Regions from separate parts of the Lactuca sativa genome. Here region 1 is linked to region 2. A link is a contact called in public Hi-C data. All regions are on one chromosome and are shown on one strand. The core of a region is the stretch at or near the end of the contact, and the rest is flanking DNA. Distances in the headings are between cores, read along the strand shown.

Region 1 (4,432 bases), core at 538-3,037, 430 kb before region 2:
TAGGATAATAATCTGAGGGGACGACCTTGGTGCCTTTGACCCAACAAGTACAGTGAGGAATACTCACCTCACAAAGTAGTGATGAACTCGTAAAATCCAACTCCAAAACTCAGCTCCAGACTCAAATACCTACAACCACCATGTGATAATTTCTATCAAAACTCTAAAATACCCAAAATTCCCTCAAAGTCAAACTTGGTCAACCATCGTCAAATTCAAAGTCAATAATCAAGGTCAACAGCCCGTGTTGACCCAACTCATCGAGTGCACATACCAACTCGTCGAGTTACTACAGTACTCAGAGAAGCGGGGAAAACCCGAGCCAACTTGATGAGTTATTAGGACAATTCGTCGAGTTCCCACAGTATCCAAAGAAGCGGGAAAACTTGAGCCAACTCACCGAGTTGTCACGACAACTCATCGAGTTTTCCCAGTCTTAACATATTCAACCCCTTCTTATCGAATCTAATGCTTAAAAATGTAGATCGGATACCCGAGGGTTGGAAACCCACGTAAAGTTGCTAACTTTAAGTCCATGCATGACACAAAAGAGGCTCCAAGACTCAAGAAAGGCTTAATAAGGGACCTAAAGCATGAAAGAGGCCTAGAACTCGATAAAGCTTACAACTTTAAGTCCAATGAGGCCATAAGATGTCCAGATCTAAAGTGGCAACTTCATGAAATACTCAACCCATGAAAATTCCAAAAAATGAGCCAAATATGACAATAAACCTCCAAGGAAGAGATCTAAGCAATAGATGAGCAATGTTTCGACTTTATACCTCAAAATGGATGCAACAAAATGGTAGGTTCTGGATCTAAAGCCTTCCTTTCAAACAAACCACTTTAAACTTCAAGCTCCTTCAAAAGAACACCAAGAAATCACTCTTCAAGCTCACACACACACAAATATGGGAGAGGATGCACGAACTAGGGTTTTCTGGATAGAGGAGACGGATAAGGAGGCCACCCAAAGGGTATAAGACCTTTAAATATGGCGAAACACCCTAAAAATTAGGGTTTCTTAATCAGCCACCAACTCGTCGAGTTGGTCCAAAAATATGTGCGACCCAAAAGTCTTCAACACGTCGAGTTGAGGCCATCAACTCAACGAGTTCCAAGGGGAATTTACCTTTTAGGAAATAAATCTCATACCTGGAAGTTGGGATGTTACATTTGGTGAGGCTCAGAGCGATCGTCCAGTTTGCCCTGTCCCTAGGGCCGATCCTGCTCATAATAAAACTAGATTTGGATAAATAAATCATCAAGGAATAATTAATGTGTACACTACATGAATGGTCCCTATGGTTTAGGGTAATTTGCGTGTTTGGTCCTTGACTTATTGTTTTAACTCGGAAGGTCCCTACTGTTTGTTTTTGTTATGCGCTTGGTCCCTGTCTTACCTAAAAAGACTATTTTGCCCTTGATTTTTTAATTTATTTAAATAAACACACCCCCAACCCCACCCCTCACATTACCTTACATACCCTATCATTTTTCTCTATTTAAATAATAATATTTTTAGGTAAGATGGAGATCAAGAAGGTAACAAAAACAAACAGTATGAACTTTACAAGTTAAAAAAATAAATTAGGGACTAAACGTATAAATTAACCAAAACCATAAAACCATTCATGTAATTTACTCTTTTGTAAATTAGTAAAAAAAGAATGGTAAAATATAATCAATATAATGGGGCGGATTGCGTGAATCAAAAGTTCGCATATAACCCAACACACCACACTACCCCCACCCCAAAATAGTGTTGAGAAAGGAGATTGTGACAGAACGGATGAGATAGAGTGACAGTCACAGTTTCCGTCTATATATGTTTACTGTATCTATACATATATAGAGAGAGAGAAAAACAAAAACACATACATATACTGTGTGGAAGATCAACCAAGAGTTTTCTTTTCCCCTTTCACTTTTTCATTTTGTCCGTTTCCTCTGCTCCGGCCGACCAACCACCGGTACAATGTTCGTCATCTCTCTCTATTTCTCTCTCCTCTCTCTAGTCTCAGTATATGTATACGTATGTAGAGATATGCATATTACTATGTGTAATGTGTGATTGCTGTATGTATCTGTTCAATCGCTTGTGAATTTTTTTTTTTTTCGTTTATGATATAGTGATCGTTTTGAGAGTTGATTTCCTTTTTATTTTATCTTCGAGTGTGTCAACGGGGAAATGTTGATGTATGAATAAGGCTACCGGCGGTTGTTTCTGGTATTCTGCCTGTAAAATTCGGTGTTACTGCGGATTTTGTTTGATCAAACTGGTAAGCGGTGTTTGAATTGGTTGATTTCTATACGAATTTCTGTGTTTTCGGCTGTAATTTGAGGGAGTTGAGGTGAAAAAGGCGTGAATATAGCAGTTTCTCGTTGGAATTAGACTAACTGCGTGTGCTTGTTTCTCGCCCTAGCACGTTGGTTGACTTGAATTTTTTTTTAGTTACTGCCGTTTTGTTTGAATAAATTGTTATGTTGAGCATGAAACTAGTTTGAATTGTGCAATGTAACATTTTTTTTAGGTCTTTTCTTTAATGGAAGGTAAAGAAGATGAACAATACGTTACTATTTCCTAGCTGTGTTGGTTTCTGCTACATGTAAAAACTGAACTCGATGTTTGTATTAGGTTTTCGCTGGTTGAGGCATTTCTTTTCAGTTAATTTGTTTCCATACACGAAATTAATTAAGGTTTTGACTTTTACGATTCATATCTGAGATGAAATTTTTATGACTCCAGCTTAGTTACTTTGTTTTGCATTTTGTCTCTGTTACATTATTTAAGAAGTCTATGTAAAGAAGTGGCATCCATAAACTTGATTTCTGCTTTTCCAAATTTGGGGTATATGTTGGTTTATGTTCAAGTGCTGATATATTTGGTTGTTTCTTGTGGAGTTTTGACTTTATGGCAGAAATTATAGTTAACTTGCATTCTGAAAAAGGTCTTTTAATGCAGTTTCTTTGGTGAAGATAATTAAAAGTATCATCCACAATGGATGGAAATGGAAATCGACAAATGGAGGTCCATTACATAAACACAGGATTCCCATACACAGTCCCTGAGAGCTTCATGGACTTCTTTGATGGAATTTCACATCAAACTTCACATTTTCCTCATTCGGGTCCTATCCATGATCAGGTTGTTTTGCTTTAACAATTCATTACCCTTTTAGAAGTATGATTCTTTACATGGCTTTCTGCTATGTGATACTGATACTAGAGTTTCCTTGATACTTTTGTTTATAGGAGCATGCATATTGGGCAATGAATATGAGTTCATACAAATACGGATTACCATTACCTGGTATTGGAAATGTACCTTATTATGATCCATATGAAGTTCACAATTATGCACCAAGAATGGATATGAATCGAAGTGCATGGGAGTATCCTGTAATGATGAATGTCACAGAATCTGCTACCACAGATGTCCAATCAGCTGAGAATTCAGTTCCAAGCATGCAAGCTATTCCTGAAGAATGTCAGTTCCTGTTTTTATGTTTCCAGCTTCAAGAAATAGCAATGTACTTTCTTTTATTTGTGTTTATTATAGCATCGTTTCCTCCTCTTACAGTTATTATCCAAATGCAAAGCAATTTTCATTGCTACAATTCAGTAGATTTTTCAAATATAGAAAATTTGAAAATACAATGTTGTAAATTAATAGAAAGAAATGAAATAGGATGCTATAATATAATGCACAGCTAAATGAAAGTGTGTTGCATTTATCCCTGAGCTTAAATCTTCATTTCAGCACTGGTGAATGATCAGCTATCTTTCTGTATTTTGCAGGTAGCCCAAATCATGACAGTGCTTCTAGTTCTCAGGTATTAAGTTTTATTATTTATTTATTTTTCTTCATTGGGTTTTATGCATTCTTTTGTGGAGTCTATAATCAAGATTATTATCGGGTGAAATGCAAGAAATAGCAATATATACTTTCATTAATTTGTTTATTGTAGCATAACCTACTTCCATTTTTTTTTTCTGTTACACATTTTACATTGAACAATCTTTTCGACTCATCCAAACACAGATCAACTTTCACTGCTATAATTGAGTAGTTTTTTCAAAGTAAAATGTCCTAGTATGAAAAAGTTGAAAGTGGAAAGCTAAATTTGGGTACATAAAATTATAAGTACAATATTGTAATACAAAGAAATGAAAGTAGTATTCTATAATTATACAGAAACAAATTGCTAAGATGTTTTGTGCATTGCAGGTTGTTTGGCAGGATGACATCGATCCAGACAACATGACATATGAGGTTTGCTATTGATTGTTTTTTTTGGATAATTTGTTATTTCTATTCAAAAGTTATTGCTATTCTTAGTAAAAAAATAAAGGACATTGCCCATATTGGTAACAAGAGCAAAGTAAATGAAGGTGACTAGTGTTAAAATTTTAAGTTATTGTTTTAAAA
Region 2 (3,972 bases), core at 120-2,619:
AAGTCAACATAAAGTTGGGGAGTTCATAAGAGTTCAGTTATAGAAAAATCCGATATTTTTCCTTGTGTAAAAATCGTATCCTTGTAAAATGTTTTGTATTTGTATGTCTTCAGCGTAAAATAAGAATGTGTGTGTGTGGTATGTATCCAAAAGCATTAATAAAATAAAAGTTCCCATAACTTCTAAGCTTATAAAAAGTATGACTTGTCATGTGATTTTTATTATCCAAAAATCGAGTGTATAAGTAAATAATCATACTTATAAATGTTGTGTATAAGTAAATAACCATACTTATAAATGTAGTGTATAAGTAAATAACCTTACTTGTAAATGTAGTGTATAAGTAAATAACCATTCTTAAAAATGTAGTGTTTGTTCCTAGAAAATCCAATATTTCCTTTAAAGTGAGTTGTAGTCTTAAAAACCGTAAGACCAAAAATGTATAAGTATTTCTATACTTAAAATTAATAGTATTACATAGTTTTATTCTTATATAAACACAACGCAATACTCCAAAACTTACAAATTAACACTTTAACCACTTAATCAAGAAAACAACCCGAATTTGGAAAACGATTGTTACATATCCATTCAAATCTCTTGTTCTTCCTCAAGATAGCATAGAAAGGCTTGTGTCTTTCTGATGGTTTAAAAATGAATCTGTTTAAGGCCACCACTCTACCTGTCAATCTTTTAATATCTTTAGTTGAGGTTGGGGATTTAAGGTCCAAGATTGCTTTGATCTGTTTTGGACTTGCTTCTATACCTCTCTCTGTTACCATTTAGCCCAAGAATTTCCCACTCCAAAATGACATTTGGAAGATTTGAGCTTATCCAATATGTTGAATGCTTCTTCAAGATCCTTTAGGTGGTTCTCAGCTTTCTTGGACTTTACTACCATATCAGTAGCGGCAAAACAAGCCATATGTATAAAAGGGGAAGGAAAAAAGACAACTTATTTAAAACAACTTTATGTCATCCACTCAACCTATTAACCGACACCATTCTCTTATTTAACAGACAATTTAGGGGGTGTATGGTAAAAAACTTATTGCTTATTAGCTTATAGCTTATTAGCTTATTGACTTATAAGATAATAAGTTAGAATGAGTAACCTATGAAAAAATGACTTATTAATGGTTCTCACGGGAATAAGCTATTTTTATCCATAATATTTTTTTTAACTTATATCGGTGTGGAGCTGCTAACAAACTAATAAGTTATTTTAATAATAAGCTTAGCCAAACACCCCTAAAAGTTTATATACTTGTAGTGCATAAAAATCAAATGATCGGACAATTTAAAATCAAAATCAATATTTAGTTGCCATATAATGACATAATCTAAGTGTGAGGGTAAAATTGTCTAACAGGCAACGCCATCGAAGCCCTTGTGCCCAAACACAAACCCTCCGCTACTTCACCTTATTCGACAAACGTCCCCCCACAGTTTCAATTCTCCATCTCCTTCTCTTTTCTTCTCTCTGTGTGGATTCGCTTAGGCCTCGATCCAAATGGCAATGGCTGGGAGAATCAGATCAAGCGTCCCTCGCTTTACCAAGGCTCTGATGTCAGATTCTGTATCAGCTCAGAGATTGAATGTCGAACGAGCTTTGATCTGCCCTAATTTCACCGATCCCCAGGTGGTGATAATTTATTTCACTATCTTGAAATTTAGAACCAGTAAATGTTTTTTCTTCTTGCTTTGTTTTCAAGATACTGGTTTTATGCGGTTTTTGCTTTGTTATGTGATTTTTTTTTGTTTAAGCTGTATGTAGCTGATTTGACTTTTCAAATGAATAAGTATTAGTGAAATGGGACGAGGGTGGTAGTTTGTATAACGCGGATTATTTTATTTTAGAAACAGACTAGTGTATGGATAGAAAGAAATGATTCGAGTTTTTCATAGAAAACAGAAAAGAACACAGTTACTTGAATATGCAAACATGGGGTTGCAGAAGAAGCTATAGTTATGAAAAAACTTATGGTCTGAAATGAATTTGTAGTGTTTGAAGTTGATTGTTTTCATGTAAACTACCTTGTTATTGCCTCTCACATCTTTTTACCACCATATTAATGTTGTTCTATCTTATTCTTAATTATGTCTTAATGTCTTATTGCTATAACTATCTGTCATTTGTCCCAACTTAAATCAATGGGTTTTCTTCAAGTATAATCCTTAAATTACAATATCATCCATCTCTGAGCCTGAATCAACCTATCCTTGAGCAGTCTCCATACATTTAATTGATGGACATTACAATCTTGTTCAGCCAATATATATCACTGAAGGTGTTTGATTTAGCACCGATTAATATGATTAGAACATTGTTAAGATGCTGAAGTTGAGTAATTGGTAAAGGGCATTTGTTTATGGGGCAGGAGTAATAGAAAGGCCAAACAAAACTTATCATATATTCTTTTTCATTGCCCATTGTAACTGCAATGATTGAAATGCAAGTTTGCTAATTTAGGGATCATTTTATTTGCAGCAATCAAGGAACTTTGCCTCTGCTTCTCCAACAAAGGAACCAAAGATTAAGGTAATGGTGTTATTGTGTACTACTTTACTTAAATAGTTTATTTTTTGTTAATTGTAAATAAGTAAACATATAAAGTAAGTTGTTCAGGTTCCAGTGGCGATGTTTGGGGGGTCTGGAAACTACGCGTCTGCATTATATATTGCAGCTGCAAAAGCCAAAACATTGGAAAAGGTTGAAGCAGAGCTTCTTGATCTTGTTGCTGCTTCTCAGAAATCTCCAACTTTTTCACAGTTCATGAAGGATTTGGCAGTGCCAGCAGATACCCGAGTCAAGGCTATGACTCAGATCTGTGATCAAGCTAAATTTTCAGAAATCACAAAGAACTTTTTAGGTATGTAAAATGCAAAATATACCAACATTCATTTCTTTATGATTCATATTACAGCATATCACAGTTCTTGAATTTTGTTGTGATTTGTAAATTCTAATCCATCAGTTGTTCTGGCTGATAACGGGAGGCTCCGCCATGTGGACACCATTGCAAAGAGATTTTCAGACTTGACCATGGCACACAGAGGAGAAGTCAAAGCCATTGTTACCACTGTCATTGTAAGTTGCTTCCTTTTCAAACATCATTCAAATCAACAAAAGACATTTATAGCCTTATATTTGGACAACATTGATTTTGATTTAATTGGTTAGATTTATTATTTTTTTTAAAAATAGAATGCTATAATAAGAAATACTTAGTTTGGTCTTGAATTGATTTCATTCAGCCACTTCCTGCTGAAGAGGAGAAAGAACTGAAAGACACTTTACAGGAGATTCTTGGGAAAGGAAAGAAGGTTAAGCTTGAACAGAAGGTAATAATGTCATGTCATATGCTTTTGACTTTTAAGGATCATTTCTAGATGTGAAAAATCTATAGAAAGGGTAAATTACTAATTTGGTCCCTATGCTTTACACAAGATTGTAACTTCAATCCAAACTTTGAAATTGCCCCAATGTTGTATTTTGTTGCGGATATGGTCCCTGTGTCTCTCTCCAAATTGCAAGTTTACTCCAAATTTTGAAGGTCATTTTATATACACAAGGACTAAATCCGCTACAAAATGCAAATTGAAGGACAACATTGGGTTGATCTCAAAATTTGGACTGAACTTGTGGTTTTTATTAAAGCTTAGGGACCAAAGTTGTAGTTTACTCAAAGAATAATTAACTGGGGAAAAATTGTAATAAGGTTAGCACATAATGAGACGCTGACTCATCTTCTTATATGAATCAGATTGATCCAAGTATTCTTGGTGGGCTTGTGGTGGAATTTGGTCAGAAGGTGTTTGACATGTCCATAAAGACACGTGCCAAACAAATGGAGAGGTTCTTGCGAGACCCCATCAACTTTGATGCCTAAACAACTTATCTTTTTGAAATTACCATCTTGCCCTAATGACAGCTTTTGTTTTTCATTTCATTCCCCATGTTTTTTTTTT

What was found. Hi-C and Micro-C count contacts between places; a contact is called where the count stands out from the background.
Region 1: a contact with region 2 is called in a Hi-C map of seed, with 4 times the contacts expected there. The contact joins the promoter of LOC111885075 here to the promoter of LOC111885065 in region 2. A contact is called at or near these places in 2 of 4 Hi-C or Micro-C datasets (leaf and seed).

Annotation. Positions count from the first base shown.
Region 1 is chr1:169,367,491-169,371,922 of Lsat_Salinas_v11, reverse strand. LOC111885075 (E3 ubiquitin-protein ligase BIG BROTHER) reads left to right here and starts at 1,787. Exons shown (of 8, transcript XM_052764425.1): 1 at 1,787-1,973; 2 at 2,966-3,148; 3 at 3,256-3,490; 4 at 3,802-3,836; 5 at 4,232-4,276. The coding sequence starts at 3,002.
Region 2 is chr1:168,937,580-168,941,551 of Lsat_Salinas_v11, reverse strand. LOC111885065 (ATP synthase subunit O, mitochondrial) reads left to right here and starts at 1,369. Exons shown (of 6, transcript XM_052764422.1): 1 at 1,369-1,642; 2 at 2,492-2,542; 3 at 2,630-2,873; 4 at 2,979-3,091; 5 at 3,259-3,345; 6 at 3,768-3,972. The coding sequence starts at 1,514. The coding sequence ends at 3,893.